3 separate regions of the Gossypium arboreum genome follow, and all the other regions are linked to region 1. A link is a contact called in public Hi-C data. All regions are on one chromosome and are shown on one strand. The core of a region is the stretch at or near the end of the contact, and the rest is flanking DNA. Distances in the headings are between cores, read along the strand shown. Region 1 holds the start of LOC108464023. Region 2 overlaps LOC108456752 (probable manganese-transporting ATPase PDR2). Region 3 holds the start of LOC108461264 (thioredoxin F-type, chloroplastic-like).

Evidence for each region. Hi-C and Micro-C count contacts between places; a contact is called where the count stands out from the background.
Region 2: a Hi-C map of leaf shows a contact between it and region 1, with 2.6 times the contacts expected there. The contact joins the enhancer-like site here to the promoter of LOC108464023 in region 1. A contact is called at or near these places in 2 of 5 Hi-C or Micro-C datasets (both in leaf).
Region 3: a Hi-C map of leaf shows a contact between it and region 1, with 3 times the contacts expected there. The contact joins the promoter of LOC108461264 here to the promoter of LOC108464023 in region 1. A contact is called at or near these places in 2 of 5 Hi-C or Micro-C datasets (both in leaf).

What each region holds. Positions count from the first base shown.
Region 1 is chr13:95,485,963-95,489,772 of ASM2569848v2, reverse strand. LOC108464023 reads left to right here and starts at 2,033. Exons shown (of 4, transcript XR_008277328.1): 1 at 2,033-2,651; 2 at 3,236-3,299.
Region 2 is chr13:95,663,830-95,667,639 of ASM2569848v2, reverse strand. LOC108456752 (probable manganese-transporting ATPase PDR2) reads right to left here. Exons shown (of 22, transcript XM_053023717.1): 20 at 3,673-3,784; 21 at 3,477-3,593; 22 at 1,083-2,532. The coding sequence ends at 1,438. Among protein-coding and RNA genes, the nearest start is that of LOC108456752, 12 kb to the right of the region's middle. Within about 2 kb of position 1,734, at least 1 of the 2 cell types and tissues checked has an H3K27ac peak or open chromatin away from gene starts, as enhancers often do. A contact at or near this core is called in leaf, where this site is marked.
Region 3 is chr13:95,326,924-95,330,733 of ASM2569848v2, reverse strand. It overlaps LOC108461264 (thioredoxin F-type, chloroplastic-like), which reads left to right and starts at 2,047. Exons shown (of 3, transcript XM_017761054.2): 1 at 2,047-2,589; 2 at 3,366-3,465. The coding sequence starts at 2,255.

The sequences.
Region 1 (3,810 bases), core at 784-3,283:
ATGAGTACAAAACTATTAAAAATTTTAAAATATAAAAAAATAATTAAAACTAGATAACCATTTGTACATATTCATTCAAGTGTAAAATTATAAAAAATTAAAAATATAAAATATATTAAAAATTATTAAAATTCTAAAAGTATATAAAAATCTAATAGGATTTTTAAGATATAAAATAATTATAAATATTAATAAAAATAACTGAAATATGGAAAACTAAAACGTAATTAAATAAGAAAGGTTTAAAGGTTATAAAATAAAAGTTAGTTTCTAAAAGGACAAACTTGGATAATTTTAATGCATAAAATGAAGCTTAGAATCCTTTGTTTTAACTTTTTTTTTAGTTTTCCTAGAACATTTTTGTCGAAAACAATGAAAATATGTTTTTATTCTCTAATTTTTCACATATTTTTATTTTCTTTTTCAAAATCTTCTTTTTTAAAAATTTTTAACCTTTTCTTTATTATTTCCCATTTTTCTAAGAAAATAAAATGAAAACGACCATTATTTCCCAAAACTAAATATATCCTATTTGGTTTTGGGAAACAAATGTCATTTTCTTTTTCTTAAAAATGAAAAATATTGAATAAAACATGTTTTGTTGAAAATTTTAAAATTATTTTTAAAAATAAAATATAGAAAAAACAATAAAAGTTGCTTTCATTGTTTCCACTAAGAATGCTTTGTAAAAGTGAAATGATGAAGATAAAAGTTTTAACTTCAAATGAATTGAGCTTAATTCAACCTCATATAAACATAAAATACTCTCTTTTTTCAATAATTTTTCAAATATTAATTTTGGTATCCTATTTCAAACTAATATGAATGTAAAAATTATTTATTTTATTTTATGTTTCTATTGTAGAAAATATTTATCAAACATTTTCATTATTGAAAACTATTTTATAGTTTAAGAAAATGGAAAATGAAAACTGCTTTGTGAAAATAAAAATGAAAACTGAAAATGAAAAAATATTTTCAAAAATCAAACGGAGTATTCTCATTATGTGTATGCATTTTCTAAATTTATTAAAATATAATAATATATAAATACCCTCAATTTGTTTCTTTGTAAAATAAATGAGTTTTTGATAATTTCTTAATTGAGTTAAAACTCAGTTGAAGGGTGACAACAACTCAATCAACCTTTAATATATAGTATAGATACATAAAACTTGATGCGGGTGAGAAACATATTTTATTCCAAAAGTTCATATAAGATAACAAAGAGACTTTGGTTAAAATGATAAAGTTAAAGAATTAAAGTGCTTGATGGTTCAAGTTCAAATTTTATTTTTGGTATATTTTACTTAACTTCAAATTATTTTTTTATATTATAAAATTTATATAAAGGGATGAAAAAGTTGGAACACCCCTTTATATAATTGATATTATTATTTAAGTTCGAGTTGGTGACACGAGTTAATAGGACATCAACTTGAATAAAAAAATATAGAAATATTATTATGTATTTTTTTAATAAAAATAGAGTAGATATCATTAATCAAAATAAGGTTGGGGACTATATGCATCCAATTTCAACAGTGCGTCTACAAATAAACAAAAGATTCCTAGTAGAAAAGGTGGTAGAGTTATCCTATGGAAAATTGCTCCCTAAGCGAGCTAACCTGATTTTCCTCCTTGAATATATGCTTGAGTGAGGCGGAGGTGAAGTTAAGCATTAGAAACTTGCAATCATTTACAAGTATGGAAAGAGCATTATCATTACAAATGAGTTTAACAGTCACTTTCATTTTCAATATTAAAATAATTTATATTTGTATATTAATTGGATTAATAAAATTTTAAATTTAACACTTAATTAAAGTTTCATTTTAATATTTTTATATGTTTTTATTTTACCTTTGTCAATTATATGTATATTAATAATGTTGTTGATTGAGTTAGTGTCACAAATTAACTCAATATCATAATAAAAATTTTTACTCATTTAATTTTTAATATATTTATGTATTTAAATTTTAATATTATACCTATTATATTTGTTATTATTAATTAATAAAATATTAAGCGCGTGTAGAGGAAAGTGGTGGAAAAATCCAAACCCTTAGAAAATAACCGTTCCCTGTTCTGGTTCCCGTTTTTCTTTCTGCTTTCTCCAACCTTAAAATCAATCGAAGACAGGAAGTTGTTTCATTTGGGAAAAAGTAGAGAGAAATTAAAGCCTAAACATGAGAATTCCAATTCTCTCTCTCTTTCCCGCCCTTTTTCTGACTTTCTTTCTCACTGCACACTCACCCCCTTCTTCAATATACGACCACTTGAAACACAACGGCCTCCCTATAGGTCTCCTCCCTAAGGGGATTTCTGATTTCTCAATTGACCCCAACACCAACCGTTTCCACGTCAACCTAACCCAACCCTGCAACTCCGAATTCGAGATCCAGCTCCATTACGATTTCAACATCTCCGGTGTCTTGTCTTTCGGCAAGATCGCTAATTTGTCTGGTGTCTCCCAACAGGAACTCTTCTTATGGTTTCCTGTCATTAACATTCGCGTCGATGATCCAACCTCCGGTTTGATCAACTTCGATGTCGGCGTTGTTGATAAGCAGTTCTCCTTGTCCTTGTTCGAGATCCCCCGTGATTGCACCGCTTTTGATCCTAAGGGTTCCCTCTTCATTTCTCAGGTTTATTCTACTTAAAACTTTTTATCTTTTTTTGCTTTTCGTTTGTTTTCCTTCACAGGCTAGGGACGGCTTAATTTTTATTTCTAGAAGGGTTTGCTTAATTAGTATGAGTACATATTTGATTATAAGTGAAAAATAGAATAGCTCAATTCTAAGACATAAACACAAGTATTTGATCGCATATATACAAAAATAAAATGATATTCTTTTACTTTAATCATCTCAATTTTCTGTTTTCTTTTGTTTAGGTTGCATTTATTACAAGCAATTTCTTTTCTTATTTTTTAGAAATGCTGGTAAGCATCAATTTTACCAGACTTAGGGCTATTCTTAGTACTGTATCTATCTAGGACATGTATATTAAAAAATTCAAGTTTTTCCATATATTTGGAAGATGATATTGATTAACTAATTTGTGGTCTTGTTAGACACAACTACTTTCTTGAAAAAAAAATAATAAAAAAGAGTCCACAGTAGCATAAATTAACATAATTACTTTTTTCTATACTATCGTATAAATAAGATAGGTACTATGTAAGTTGGTGTTAACTTTTGATTTTTTTTTTCTTTTTATGGTACAAAAGAGCTCGTAGCGTAGGAAGGGGATGCAGATTCTGGGATTTGAATCCCAAACCCATTGAATACAAAGTATGAACCATCTAGGCTAAGCTTCATGTTCATGTCAACTTGATTTTATTAAAATTCTCCCTATTACTTATTTAGCTGTGTGTCCCATGAATTTCTAGTAACTTTTACGTGGTTTCCTTGCATTTGACGTACTTCTGTCCTTATTCTTGTCTTTGAAAATGTTGTTCTTACACATGATTGAAGTATGGTCATTTCCATTTCTTGAGAAAGTGTTTTTTATGTCTGAGCTTTATATTATCTTAATTCCCTAGTTCTTATAAGCCTATGTAATTTTATTTTCTTGAAAAATTTAGTCCTTGCAACAAATCTAATGATGGTTTAGGTTTTATTCCCTAGCTAATTGTGTTAATATCCTTTATATTTCCATAGTTCCTTGTTTAATGAATTCTGATAAGTTAGAATAATGATTTCACTTGTCGATATGTCTTCATGGTTAGCTGATACAAGGCAGTTATGCTGTTCATTTTCATAATCTTGCCTGCTTTTTCTTAAGTGGTAATCTCGGTATACT
Region 2 (3,810 bases), core at 485-2,984, 180 kb before region 1:
ATTGATGGAAGTAATAAAATGTACATAATAAAATTAAATTAAAATGTATAAAAATATTAAAATAAATTTTGATTGAGTAGTAAATTTTAAGTTTTTAATGCAATTAGTATGGGTCAAATGCCACCTTTTACAATTTTACAAAAAATAAAGTAATCTCAAATAACATAATTTATTTAAATACAAAATAATATTTGAATAATTTTCTAATGAAGTTAGTGCCTAATTGACTCATAACACCGACTCATTCAAGAATTTTTAATGTGATTGGCATGAATCCAAATTCCACATGTATATTTTTATATTATTTTCAATAAAAAGATTAAAGTAACTTTGAATAATAAAACTTATTTTGAATAAGAAAAATATTTTAATAACTTCTCTAACCGAGTTAATGTCCAAATGAATTATTATATAAAATTCAATTAGGGATCTAAATAATAATATACAGATATAATTAATGGATGTTATAAAATGTGCAAAATAAAATTAAAATGTAAAAAATATTAAAATAAAACTTTAGTTAAACCTTAAATTCAAAGCATTTTCGATCTGTTAGAAGTTGAAATCTCGTCATATGCATTTTTCTTTTAAAAAAAAACAAAATTAATCCAACCTTAAATGATATAACCAATTTTAAATACAAAAGATAGTTTAATATTTTCTTAACTAAAGTAATGCCCGATTAATTCAAGATACAATTTAAATAATAGTATAGATAGAAATAAATATATGAATATCAAGCAATGCAGGTGACTAGAACAAATGTCTGGCCAAAAAAAATAAAACAAATTTGATTTAGAATAATGTGGACAAATAACACCATAAAAGCATAAATCATCCCTTTCCGCAGAAGATTAAGCTAAAATATATATATATATACATATACAAAATCATCATTCCAAACAATAATGATCTTTCTTCTCTCAATTTACCTATGATGATGCATTATTAGACAACAATAACATATCAGTAGACACTATAAAATTTTGCTCTTCATACATTTCACATGAGGATGAGATTGACCTGACAGCAGAAGAAAACATTATCCTAAGAAATTGGATGCAACACATCAATAAGATAAATTATTTTCTGTATCCGACTTGCTATAATTCAATAAATCTAATCAAAATATGGCTTATGAGCTCAACTACAATTTGTTTTTCTTTTAAGTGTTGAAACAACTATTCTTTCAAGTCGGCTTTGCAAAAATAACAAAATCAAAGTTTATGCTTTCGTAAAGAATAACCCCCTCATTCTATGAGCAAAATACCATTTGACAGATTCCACGTCCTAAAGGAGTAAGCAAAACATGATTTAACAAATATCAAATAAATAAAAAAAGAGTTGCATATCTTTGAGCTAATTCACTAAATATAATAATCTGACCGGTGTCAGCCTTTTCCAAAATCATTAGCAGAGGGAGAATTCTCTGTTCACTTAGACCAGCTTCTTCTCAGAACTAGCAGCAGCCACACGTTGGCGCTTCCTCCAAGCAGGGATTTTACCAGGGAATGCCCATCTTAACAACCTCTCCCAAGCATAGCAGCACAGAAACATTAGTAGAGCCCATATCAAGAGCTTATCCCTCAATCCCACAGGCAAAGGAACCAAGCTCAACCAATCATTCAAATCCCTAAATATATCAGAAGTTATAACCACAAAGAAACCAGCAGCAGCTCCAAGAGCATACAAGAATGGTTTGTTTTCAGGGATGCTCTGGTTGAAAGGATGACCCATGTAGTTCACTGCAAATGTTGCTACCTGAAGCATCATGCTCACCATGTATGAAACTGTGTTCACTAGATTAGGGTGAAACTCTGATTCTGGCTCAATGCATTCCTCAGGCATGTGTTTCTCAGCCTCTTTCACAGAAGAGATCAAGAATAACAGGTGCATAGCAAACTGTCCCATGAGAGAAAGGAAGACATAGGAGCAGAAAATATTCGGGTGGGGCCGTGCAGCTGAAAGGGTGGGTAGTGGGCGAGCGTGTGAGATAAACAGGAAAAAAGCAGCTGTAAATACACCACTAATAGTTGCCTGAACATCACCCAGCTTGACACCATCCAAGTACATCACACTTAAAACATAGGCTGTAGCAAGGCAGTTAAGGCCGAGTATCTTGAACATTTGAAGGGTAGTCACAAGGGTACTGCGTCCTTGACGAATTATGTCAGTGGTTGGGGCAACTGATGCATGCTTTGCAGTAAATGGTGATGCCATTGAGGCATCCCCCAGTTTGACAATAGGAGCAGAGCGACCATCACCCTCCTCATTCAGCTCATCCATCATCTTCTTCAGCTTCTGTCGATGCTTCTCTGCAGCATTAAGATGCCGGTTACTGGTTGCATTGTTGCTAGATTCTGATCTGGGGACTACCTTTCCTTTTGAAGAGGCTTCTGAATTGCCCGTTGCTTCTACAGTGGGCTTAGATTTCGACTTCAATGACTTCGTATTTTCATCTTTAGATGTTCCCGATGAGCTCTCACTTTTAGTTGGAGGCACTGCATTCAATAGAGCAACACCTACATGGGCCTGAAAAAAGAGGTAGAGTATTACAGGCCCATGCTTTCCCGCTATCTTAAAATCTGGGAACAATTAACTTTTCTGTTACCTTGAACCAATCTAAAGTAACTAAATATGTAAATGAAAAAAATTAAGAAGCAATTCAAATTAACAACTGTATGCATAAAAATTTCTATCACCAAAAACATTGATGAACTGATGTTAATTTTCTTAAAGAACAAACTTATTATTGGATTTAATTAAAAAACACATGTACACAAAATCAATCTATATTTGTGTAAAAATAGAAAACAAGCAGTACAAGATAATTCATAATAAAATACAGATATAAAATGGTAATATGAAAAATTAAAGCTGTCTTTAGGGAGAGAAGGAAAAAAAACCTAAGCTCCGTCATGAAAATATATTCATTTTATTTTCTAATTTTCATTTTCTATTTTTAAATATTGAAAACAAGAAATAAAAATTGTTTTAAATAATGAAAATATGATAACATGTTTGGTACCTATTTTCCTATAATAGAAATAAAATAAAAAAATTTCCTACATTCATATAGACTCGAACCAAGGTAAAAGATTTTATATTTAAAAAATTGATGAAGAAAAATAATATTTTAGTGTTTATATGGGTTTGAACCAAAGCCAATTCATTAATTAAATTGAAAGTTAAAACCTTGTTTTCAACTTTATCAATTTTACAAAGCAGATCGTATCAACAACTTGAGGCTTAATTGAGACGATCTCTCTGAGTTTTTTTCCCCTCCATTTTTGGGTTAATAGTAGATTGACAAGTGATGGCAGTTGATACATTGTGCTAAATACAGATGGAAAAATAAGTTCTCAAACCTGAAAGGCCTTCAACATAATGGCTGCACAATGAACCTGTTAAATAATATAGCCTACATATATAGGTAAAATAAGATACCAACTAAAACTCCTTGAGTAAAATATTACCTGCTTAAGAGCTCCAACATCATTGGTCCCATCACCACACATTAAAGTCAACCTTCCCACTGTCTTGAAAGTGGTCATGATCAGTTCTTTCTGTTCCGGAGCAACTCTTGCAAAAACCTACAATGACATTGTGGTGCCAATAACTTAGACAGAGTTATGCAGAAAACCAAAAACAAATGGATGGTAGAGTTGCAACCTTAACAAAAGGAATGACTCTTAGAACAGCAGAAGTCTGTTGTAACATTTCAAAGCAGTCTCCTCCAATACAAAGATCATGAGTCTCAGATAAAGCTTCAACCTCGTTCTCACTGATATCAGGGAAAACCCTTTGATC
Region 3 (3,810 bases), core at 798-3,297, 160 kb after region 1:
TGTATTTGTGGAAATCAAGGCTCATGTTATCGATCATCCCGCAGAGCAAATTCCCTACCAGATGGTTCCCCTGACGTTTACAGAAGTACAACAAACCCAAATGGGTGGCATTCGTTCCCTCATTCAATTAGAACATGTTTTGAAACACCCTTAACTATGACCATATTCTCTACTCGTGACATAAGATGATGAATCCTCGTATTATGATCCACAATAGGCGCCAACCAGTTGTTTTAGGGCAAGCCTGAAGTAGTTCAATAGCTCGCTTACGAACAGTTGGGGGGAAGATGAAACCTAACCTCACCTCCAACACATAAAGAGGCAAAAAGAAACCTAACCTTCGCCACCATGTTTAGGCTCATAAATGACACTTAGGGGATAAGACCCCTTCGGGAGGTTGAAATCATACTTGTGATGGTTGATTAAAACTCCATGACAGCGAAGCAATCACCTTACTTCCCTTTCGGTGGTGGAGCATTTAAATGTGCCAACCACCAAGGGTTCCCTCTTCAACCTTGGAGGCTTCCTCATCTTCCTCTCAACTACTTTAGAGGTTTCAACCTCTCTTCCACGATTATTTCCAACTATTAAAGATATAAGAAAACGGAGCAAAAGAAATTGAAAAATATGGAACCTTACCCCGAATAAAAAACCCAAATCCAACAAAAAGAGCAATGACGAGGGAAGATGAAAGATGGAAACAAGGGAGAATATAGTGTGTGAAATAGTTAATATAGTTTGAAAGAATACCTTTAAGACATTTTTGCTCAAGCATGAGACTCTTCAACATTTTTCTAGAATTACCTCTATTTGTTAAGGCGAATGTTGTTTTCTTATTATAATAGCTGGCGACTGCGTTGTTAATTACTTGTGCCTAGAGGTTCTCATGGGCCGGGCTAGTTGGGTTCGGGCTGGGCTCAACTAAAAATTTAGGCCCATTCATTGGGCTTGAGTAGGCCAGCCCAAAAATGGGCCTAAAATTTTGCCCAAGCCCAACCCAAATAAAAATACTAAAACACAGGCCGGTAGTATTTATTTTATATTATTTTATATAATTTTTAAATATATATAATACATCAAAAACTAAAAAATCAAAATTAATATTTTCCAACAAATTGAAAATAAATTTTAAAAATATGTAGACTTAAATAGCACTAAGATAGATGCAATTTAACAAGAAAATACCTCTAAAATAATAATAAAATTAACAAATGCCTTTAAAATAATAATAAAATTAATAATAAAATAAGTTTTATACAATATCCAAATAATAACAACAAAATAGGAGCAACTAATAGTAATATGGTAGCAAAATAATGAGAAAACAACAAGAAAATAACATTCAAAAACAAAAAAAAAGCAGAATTTTTGTGTCATTTAGTGAATTTGGGCCGGGCCAGGTCGGACCCGAGCCAAAAATACCTTACCCGAGGCCCAGCCTATTTTTTAAATGGGCCTCATTTTTTTGTCCAAACCCATTTTTCAAGTTTATATTTTTACTCAAACCTTTTCATATTTCGAGATGGCTTTCAGGCCGGGCCGAATAGCCCGACCCATGAGCAAGTGTACTTGTGCCCTCATAAATTTTATCTAACTTTGGGCTGCTTAACTTGGAATATGAAAATCCAAACTCATTTATGTCAAATTTGTGAATCAAGTTAAGTAGAAAAAAAGTTAATTATTTACCAATTCAAAATAAATAATGTGCCATTTAGTTATTTAGATAGTTATTTGGGGATTACTCTGTTTGACACGTATAGGCATATCCTTTGGGAACAATTTTTTATTTTTTCTTGAAAGACTATTCTTGTTTGGGTACATCCTCCTCCTTATTATTTATTCATTTTCTGATATCACATTTATCATTTATGTGGCAGAAGTAAGCTTTGGGCCCATAAAATCAGTTAAGGGACAAAAACACCCCTACCCATGCACCGTTCAAGAAGTTGTCATCAAATATCCCAAGTCTAGTATCGTCTTTTCAAATCCCAAAAATGAAATCTTCCCCTCTTTCAATGTACCTAATCCTGAACCTCTCATTATTCTCAGAAAAACTCCTCCAGCTGACCGAAATGTCCTCTTACATTCCTCTAACCCTCATGATCCGCAAGGGTAAAATAGTGCTTATATGGAAACCATCTCCCAATTTTTCTATAATAAAATTTAGTCACTCTCTTGTTTTCCCACAGCAAGTCCAACTAATTGATTTCATTATTTTTCGTTCTTTTTTCCCCTAAATTTTATTTTCTCAAAAATGTCGCTCCTCCAATCCTCCGTCTATCCTCCGTCAACACTTCGTTCTTCGCCGTCACTGTCATGCACAGCGGCACACCCGATCGCTTCCTCCCATAGAGTTCCTTCCACTTCGAATTCCTTCGTCGCGTTAGAATCGTCATCGTTAAAGACCGTTAACTCTATTTCGAGCGCTAAGAACAATAGAAGGAAAGGCGTTGTCGGAAAGGTGAGGTCGAGCCTGGAGACAGCGGGAGCAACTGTAGGGCAGGTGACGGAGGTTACAAAGGACACCTTCTGGCCCATCGTTAACGCCGCGGGGGATAAAACCGTCGTCCTCGATATGTACACTCAATGGTACGTATATGAATGTATACGTGTACCCATTCTTTTGTTTCTTCGTATTCTGTTAATTAGTTGATGCCAGAATTTAGTTAAGGTTGTGTTTGCTGTTTGTTCTTACTTTTTTCCTAATTAATTCTAAATGTCCGGAAATCTATTTACTCAATGCTTTAATTTAAATTAAATTATATCAATTATCTTAATTGTATTTGCAGACTAGTGTTTCTCACTTTGGTAACTGGTAGTATTTAGAGTGATGCTCCTCCACTCGGCCTTGGTTCTATAAGCCATTAATTTGCCCACCCCACTAATTCAATGGCTAGAATTTTCCTGTGGGTCATCTGATGGCCGCACTCTTCTAGAAGCTTGACAGCTGTCGTGCATTGTTTCCTTTTCTTTGGCTCTTGATCTCAAAGCAAATTAAGGATATTCATATATAATTCAACCCAAACCGAATTCAGTGATAGCCTGCTTTGCTGAATCTAAGAATAAGTTTCATGCATTAATTTTTTTTTATTAAGGGTATAGAGGAGAGGTTCTTAGGAATCGGGTCCGAGACAGATAGAACATTTGAATATAAATCCTTTTTCACTCAGCCTTTTAGTTTAATAGACTATTTCATGAATTAAATATAACTTGGAAATTTATGTCAGATGTGCTTTCAGTAAACTGAGGGAGTTCTAAGATCTAATAACAAGCTCGGAATTGGATGAAGTTTTGGAATACATATAGTTATAACTTTATTGGCCTTCACTAGTTTTGCATCTACATGACTTTTTTTAATGTTTTAGGTGTGGTCCATGCAAAGTTATAGCTCCCAAGTTTCAAGAATTATCTGAAAAATACCTTGACGTTGTCTTTCTAAAGCTCGATTGCAATCAAGAAAATAAGGTAATTTTTATGATTAGCGTTAGAACATCGTGTCGATAAGCTATTGTCTTCTTTAGATGTTGCTGAAGAGCAACACAATTCAAGGTTGTCTTTAGTTTTGAAAAAAAAAAAGCTAAGGACCACCTCTTAGTCAAAGTGGTACCATGATTGTCGAAAGTGCCTTTATACTCATAGAGGTCATGCTTCAAGCAGTCATGGACCTCTTATATTCATAGAGGTCTTGAATTTCGCTTGTTCAGACATTAAAGAGGCGTCCCTTAGCTATCTCCAAAGTGAGGGACAAAATCTTAATGATGTCTCTTTTCATTGATATTCAAAGAGGACAATACTTTTTGTGTTATCAGC